Linked DNA regions of Oryctolagus cuniculus: region 1 is linked to region 2. A link is a contact called in public Micro-C data. All regions are on one chromosome and are shown on one strand. Each heading gives the region's core, a stretch centred on a gene start, on an enhancer-like site or on the middle of the called end of the contact. The rest is flanking DNA. Distances are from core to core; before and after follow the strand shown. Region 1 holds the start of FGGY (FGGY carbohydrate kinase domain containing). Region 2 has its middle 160 kb from the start of FGGY.

What was found. Hi-C and Micro-C count contacts between places; a contact is called where the count stands out from the background.
Region 1: a Micro-C map of ear pinna shows a contact between it and region 2, with 2.5 times the contacts expected there. The contact joins the promoter of FGGY here to the enhancer-like site in region 2. A contact is called at or near these places in 2 of 6 Hi-C or Micro-C datasets (ear pinna and an unstated tissue).

Annotation. Positions count from the first base shown.
Region 1 is chr7:113,714,727-113,718,483 of mOryCun1.1, forward strand. FGGY (FGGY carbohydrate kinase domain containing) reads right to left here and starts at 1,803. Exons shown (of 16, transcript XM_070078420.1): 1 at 1,671-1,803. LOC127493452 (a long non-coding RNA gene) reads left to right here and starts at 1,881. Exons shown (of 4, transcript XR_011390692.1): 1 at 1,881-2,548; 2 at 3,092-3,278.
Region 2 is chr7:113,877,533-113,881,417 of mOryCun1.1, forward strand. No RefSeq gene overlaps it. Among named protein-coding and RNA genes, the nearest start is that of FGGY, 160 kb to the left of the region's middle. Within about 2 kb of position 2,094, at least 4 of the 8 cell types and tissues checked have an H3K27ac peak or open chromatin away from gene starts, as enhancers often do. A contact at or near this core is called in ear pinna, where this site is marked.

The sequences.
Region 1 (3,757 bases), core at 553-3,052, 160 kb before region 2:
AGTCTTAATAACTCAAATTGTGTTAAAAACTGATTTCAACTAAATGAAAGTTAGAAATGTGAACCAAATTCCAGGAAAAGACAAGGCCTATAGCACAAATTAACACAGGCCACCTCCCTGTAAACTTCCTGATTTCATCCAGAAAGACACAGCTCTCCACTCCACCCTTGGGGTGATTCCCTCCTCCCAATACACATTTTGACTTCCAAACCCAGCCATGAGGACTCTCCATCTCTCCCCGCCTCTCAAAATCAGACTCCACGCCCTTTTCATCCTGCAGGTCGAGCCCAACCAGCCATCCTCAGTAACAGTCCTATGGACCTCCCAGCAGGCTGCTATCCTGGGCCAGCTTCTCCAACAGCCACGGTGACAAGAGCCAGCCAGGACAGACTCCCAGGAGCCCATCAGCAGTCATCTGGAGGGAGACCCGGCCAGCAACTTAGAAAGGAACAATTAAAACATACACGTGGTGGATCCTAGGAAAGAGGGGGAAATCAAGCAAAGACAAAGCAAAGCTACCACTCAAAGAACCTCCACAGACTAAGAGAATATTCTCTTCTTTCTTACTGATTTGCAGTGCAAAGGCATCATCACTTCACCCCCCCAGACCTCACATTTTCAAACTTGACCCACAGAGGACTGGTCTTCCGTTTGTTGGCCATGACTGACCCTTTAATTTAGGGACAAAAACAGTGTTAAGACATAAAAAGTGCTTTCGTGGAAAAGAGCCAAAGAGCAGGGAAATTCAACGTTGTGCATCTTTTCCCATCTTTAATTAGTGAAATAAATAAAAACGGCAAGATGGGGTGAGCATTTGGCTAAGACACCCCTTGGGGTATCTGCCTCCCCTGCCAGTGTCTGGGTTCAAGACCAAGCTCCACTCCTGATTCCAGCTTCCTGTTAATGTGCACCTGGGCGACAGCAGGAAAGGGCTCAAGAAGCTGGGTCCCCACCACTTATTTGGGAGACCCATACTGAGTTCTGGACTCCTGGCTTCCACCTGGCCCAGCACTGGCAGTTTTGGACATCTGCGGAGTGAAGGAGCAGATGGAAGATCAGGCTGTATAAATGTTTCCCTCTCTAATTCTGATTCTCTGCCTTTCAAATAAAACAAGAGTAAACAAACAAAAAATGTTTTAATGGCAAGACTCCCCTCCCCCAGGCTTCTACCCAGAACTGTGAGCAAACAGCATTAGCCCATTTCAACTGAACCGCAGCTCAAGTATTATCACAAACCGCCAACAGCTGGAAAGCTACAAGCAGCCCTGGCCTTAAAATGCCTTAGGTAGCCACACTCAGGATTAACAGGCTCCAAAAATGCTTGGAGGAACGTCAAAAGGGGCGGTAAGGGGGCAGGGAGGCTAAGAGAAGACCTGGACATAGCCAAGCGATAGTGGCCAGAGAGGAAGGACCCTGGGCTCAAGGGCAGCTGGGGTATGCAATGAAGGCCGGACCGCCCTGTCCTTGGAGTGGCCAGACGGACGCCTCACCCAGGAGATGATAGAGGGGATTCAACAAAGTCCTGGCTGGTGTGAGGCTTAAAGGACTGAAGGCCCCGGCCGGTGCGCCCCCGGGGCGGCTGACCCTTCTTCCTGGTCGTGTGCGCCGACAGCCTGCGCGCCTGCAAACGCCCCTGGTGCCCACGTGGGACTGGGAGGAGGGTCACTTACTTGTCCAATCTGAAATTACATTTTAGCTAGAGGGGCCTGCACATTTCCGCGCTGAGCCATACCGCACCGGGACTGGGCGGGCCTTGTCCCGCCCCGCCCCGTCCCGCGCGCGTCCCCGCCCCCGCCGGCCGCGGCCCCTGTAAAGCGCGCTCCGATTGGTCCTTCGAACCGGGCCCGGCATTGGCCAGCGTCGCCCGCCCTGCTGCGTCCGGCTCCTGCAGCCCAGTGGGTGGCGCCGGCGGCAGCGGGGCTCCACCTGGGCTCCTTGTCCTGCGCTGGGACCTGGCCTGGCAGCTGGAGAGCTAGGTCTGCCCCGCTTTGGGTATCCATCTCCAGAGCTCAGCCAGGAAACCCTTGGCAGCCCCGGTAGGGGTGTGTGTCCAACTCTGCTCGGCCCCTGTTTACGCAGAGCTACCACCGATATGGGCCAGTGGGAACACTAATGATACTTGCTGAATGCCTCCTTTGTGCTCCTGAGCCTCTATAGCGTCCCATTTCTTGAGCAGTTGACCACCAGCGGTTTACTGTGGTGGGTCTTGGACACGGAGCTCGCTTCATCCTCACCGTCACACACGTTGCCTTTGCAGTAGACCTCAGCTATGTATCCCTATTTTGTCTATGCAGAGAGCCAGGGAGGTGCTTAGAGCGTTCTGGGACAGAGCTAGCAAGCGAGGCAAGGCAGGCAGGCAGCGAGAGGACAGTACCAAGGTGAGCTCCAACCTGAGCTGGTTCCCTTATAAAAAGGCAGGTTTCGGGGCTGAGGGGACTCCCGATTTAAAGATAGCTTGTCTAGCATGGAGGCCCAAGACTTTTGTGTTCCAAGGACACTGAGGTCCAGAAAAAGGAACTGATCTGTCAGGACACACCAGTTATGAGAGGTGAGTCTCAGTAGCAGTGACTTCATCGAATTATGGGCCGAAAAGGAAACAGGTCCTCTTCTCTTGGTCCTACAGGTGGGGGTACTGGAAACCCAGTCTTTGTGCTCCGTGGCTGGGAAAGATCCTGGCTTGGGATCCTTTTCTGCATCAGGATTGTCCACCTTTCATTTCCCACAAATATCTGTAGACCTAGAAGTGAACCTGAGATCTGCTACTTAACAGTTGTGTGAATCAAGTATACAACAGGATCATCAATAAGACTTGTCCATCTTACATTTCCTGTGAAGAGCAAATGAGGGAATAGATGTTAAAATGCTTTCTAGTGTAAGATTCTGAGTGCCCGTGAGCCATAGTTTTCAGATACCCCAGGAATGAAACCAATAGTAGGTGTTGCTTGCCTCACAAGCCACAGCAGGGAGTCTCTCCATGGCTTGACTTGAACTAGTGTGGATTTGCTGCCTGGCCACCAGGGATGGCTCTGTTTCTGGGATTTTTTGCATTTTATTTTTTATTTGTTTCCTCTTATTGTCATACTGTCCATAGCAACAAGAGCATAGTGACTGGAGCTCCAACAGCCATCTTGGATCTTGAAAGGACCCCAGAAATGAAAGCCACACAAAGCAAAGCAACAAGGTGAAAGACCCTGGGTACCTAATGCCAAAGGGCACAAGACCACAACCACCTGCTCTTTTCCAAACCTCCACATGAATAAAGGAAACAGTTTCCTTAGGTAAGACACATTTATTTTAGTTTTCTGTTACATAGAGCCAAACCTCATCATATATATCTGACCTCATGCAACTCTTAGGGCAACCTTATAGAGCAGACACAGGCCCAGTGAGTATAAATAACTTGTTCAAGGTCATTCAGCCAACTTGCCAAGGTGAGTCTAAACTGGGTTTGTCTGAGTCTAATTCTATTTCTCTTTTTCAGTTATTATGTGTTACCTAGTATGAATGAATGAATCTGTTTTTCCATTTACTTCCATTCCATTCATTTTTTTTTCTCTTAAGATTTGTTTATTTGAAAGGCAGAGTTGAGAGAGAGAGAGAGAGAGAGAGAGAGAAAATCTTCCATTCATGATTCAATCCCCAAATGACCACAATGGCCCATTGGGCCAGTCTAAAACCAGGAGCCAGGACCTTCCTCTGGGTCTCCCACATGAGTGCAGGTGCCCAAGAACTTGCTGTCATCCACTGCTTTCCCAGG
Region 2 (3,885 bases), core at 844-3,343:
GGGAAGGGAGAGATCAGTTCAACCTGGAGCTTTATGGAAAGTACAGAGAAGACACTCCTGCTGGGTCTTGAAGAATATCCTTAGAAGTCTGCCTCAAAGGGAGCTGAGGGCATTTAGGGAAGATGGGTTTTGTGTTAAGGCGAGGGTGTGCGAGAAAGAACAGTGCATGTGTAATCAGCCTGGACTGGCTCTGTCTGCAAAAGAAGAGAGAGAGGAACACAGCGAACAAAGACGGGGCAGAGTCTAGATCAGGCAGCTCTCGTACCCCATCGCCAAGAGTTCAGCCTTTCTCCTAAGTGCTGGAAGCACTGTGGGGAGGTTTTATTCAGGGAAATCCTAAGATGGGGTGGGTTTAGGAAAGGACACTCCAGATGCTGTGTGGAGGTGTATTGGGAGGGGAAGAAATGAGGATAGAGAGAGCAGTTGGAAGGACATCAAAATACAGTGGACTAGATATGGTTAAAACCTAGACTAGGAAAATGAGTGTTGGGATGGGGAGCAGAGGGCTTCGTATATATCAGGAAGTTGAATCAATAGAACTCAGTTGAGCTAACGAATCGGGGAAAGCATTGTGTGTATACTACATGCTTGGCTGTCTTCTCTCCACTTTGCACCGCTGAGCTCATTCAGTCTTTACAAAAGTTTGTGAGTAGGTTCCCTCACTCATCCACATCTAAGGATGAGGAAACTGACATAGTTGGCAAAGGGCAGAGCCAGGATTCGAAAGCAAGCATCTAGTTTTAGCAAGCAGATGCTCATTCAGATTGCTCTGAAATTCCTCTGTTCTTAGTGATAAAATCTTTCTTATGCCTGATGAATCTTCACTCCACGTGTGAATTCTGCTTTGGGCTGGAATCGCGAAGGCTTTGTGAAACCCAGAAGTTCATGCATGGATTTCTGTAAGTCTAGTAAGCCCTGGAACTGTAAACAAGCTTTTCTGGTGTGTGTGTGTGTGCGCGCGCGCTTTAGCATTTGTGTGTTGCTTTTCTGAGGAGTGGTGGCAAGGCCTTTTGACAGATTTTCAAATAGGTCTTTGATCTAAAAACACATAGCAGAACATTGCCCTAGAGCAGTGGTTCTCAAAGTGTGATCCCTGAGCCAGCCTGCTTCCCGATACTTGTTAGGAACACCAACTCCCAGGCCCCATGCCAGACCCAGTAAATCAGAAATCCTGGGAGCGGGGCTCAGAAATCTGTATTAATAGGTTTTCCAAGTGATTCTGCTTTGTGTTCAGGTTTGAGAACTATGTCCGTGCCTACAGCAGCCTACGCATGAACGATGGAGCAACAAGATCCGCTCCTGGTCTGGGTGAGATTGCACAGTGGATGTGACATCAAGCAGAGGATCACAAAGCCTCAGAAGGCTGAGATCTTTGGGTATTGTCAGGCAGGAAGCACTGAAGCCTGCGCTTTGAACTGTGCCAGTGTTTCAGACAAGGCATTCGCTGAAAGCATCCGTGCAGCTCAGAGCAGGCATCACTGGGGGATGCTGAGCTCTGGCCTCGCTGACTAGAAGATGCAGGCTGCAGACTTAGCAGCAGCCCCACAGCGCCTCAGAGGCCAGCCTCTCCCCTCTCCCACACAGCTTCCTCTATGCTGGACTTCACATATCTTGTGTCATCCAAGGTACACAGACCTCTAATGACATTTCAGCAGAGGATCATTTGTCTGGGCTCCCAAGGCAGTTAGTATCCACTGATACCCTAACCACCCACTGTGAGGCACCAGGGCCCCTGGCCCAGTTGACACAACAGCTGTGCAGTCTGGGTAGGATTCCCCCTCCCCCCTGCCCCGCGATGCTGGACTTTCCCCACATCTTCCTGGAAATATGAAAGGTTCCAGGATCCACCTGCAGTGCTTGTGATGGGAAGGGTGGGGGTTCATGGGCCCGGTTCCCCTCCGAGAGCCCAAGCTGGGCCTCCTCTGTTCTGCTAAGTCACAAAGCTGGAAAGCACTTAGGGTAGAGAGAGCCTGTGTCTGCTGGTCGGCTTGGAAAGGTTCTGGGAATTCATTATGATCTAAACAACTATTCCAGCTATTCATGTGACTCAGCCCCCGAAATCGGGATCTTCCTGGGTCCAAAGAGCCCATTGCTGCTGACTCAGGGCTGAAAGGGCACCTTGTCAGCCCTCCTGGGCTCCCCGCTCAAGCTCCTGCAACCGCCATTCCCAGAGGACCCCAGAGGGAAGCAGACATGGCCGTAAGCTTCTCGGAGTGTCCAGTTTCATTTCTAAACAAGCAGCCAAGCTCCTCCACTTACAACTACACACTGCACACATCTGTCAGTCTGCTGCACACTCTGGAAGTGTGTGGAGGGGAAGCAATCAGAAAGTCACTCACACATCACATACTCATGCACACACTTAGAACATGCATGTCCGTCCCGGACCCACTGGGCGTCTGGCTGATAGCTAAGGACTCTGAGCCAGAGAGGCAGGGGCTGTGTCTGCCCAACCATTCAGCGTTCTGGCAGGGAAAACGCATGAACAGACATTGAGGAAGTAATGGAAAAAGTGCTTTAGCAGAACAATAGAGTGCTTTGAGAATGCTGAGCGGCAAGTGGCAACCCTTGCTGGCATTCTTTAGCAAGGAGCAAAATTCAGAGAGGGTAGATAGAAATTGCTTTAGTCTATGAGAACTCGAAAGAGGAGACAATGCCAGCAACCGACATGGCACAAGACAGAACTTTCTGGGAAAACAGGAGAAGGCTTTCAGAGGCAGAAGGGCAAGAAGACCAAAGTGGTGAGCTTTACGGTTCGCCTGGTGGTTTGTTTTTTCTTTTTAAACTTGAAACTGGTGGCTTGGTTTCTCCAAAATAGTCAGCCACTCAAACTTTGCTCCTTCATCTGAGGGAGAAGAGGGGAGAAAGAAAAATCACATGCCACTGGATGAAAATTAAAGACATTTTGCATGTATGATATCATATCTCATTAAACACTAAAAAATACACACACATAGTAGGTATTGAGACATAAGAATTAAGTAGGCAGCTGAAGTACGGCTGAGCTGAGATTAGAGCCTACATTTTTAGGATATACACACTAACTGTGCATGTAGTTACATAATATGACAAAACACTCATATCCCATTTTATAGGCTGGCAAATTGAGAGCCAGGCAGCCTCTCCAAAGTGCAAACAGCAGTAAGTGGGGTAGCAGGACTTCAGGCCCAGGTCTGTCTGAATTCTACATCTAGACCCTTCCCCTCAGACCAGCCTGGCTTTCTGTTGGTGGTATTTGTTTTCTATTTTGAGATCAGATAACATCTTCCTTTAGGATCTATAATGGGTCTTGAAAAAGCTTGTGGAAAATGGATATTAGGAATAAACTATGCCTAAATTTCAAACTCTGTGCACCAAAACACACTTAGAATTTTATGATTTATTCTATTTATTTGAAAGGCAGAGTTACAGAGAGAGGTAGAGAGAGAGATAAATCTTTCATCCACTGGGTTCACTCCCCAAATGGCTGCAACAGCCAGAGCTGGGCCGATCTGAAGTCAGGAGCCAGGAGCTTCTTCCAGGTCTCCCACACGGGTGCAGGGGCCTAAGGACTTGGGCCATCCTCCACTGCTTTCCCAGGCCATAGCAGAGACCTGGATCAGAAGAGGAGCAGCCGGGACTTGAACCAGCTCCCACATGGGATGCCGGCACTGCAGGCCAGGGCTTTAACCTGCTACGCCACAGTGCTGGCCCCACACTTACCTTTGAATTCTAGGATCATGATTTTCATCCACCTCAACTTCAGAATGAAATGTTTAATTATAACCTAAGCACACTTCTGCATCCCCTTATTCGCTCACTCAATACATTTATCTTTCATATTCAGCTCTCCATGCCAGACACAGGTCCTGAGGACACAGCCATGACACAGGCAGGAGGCAGGAG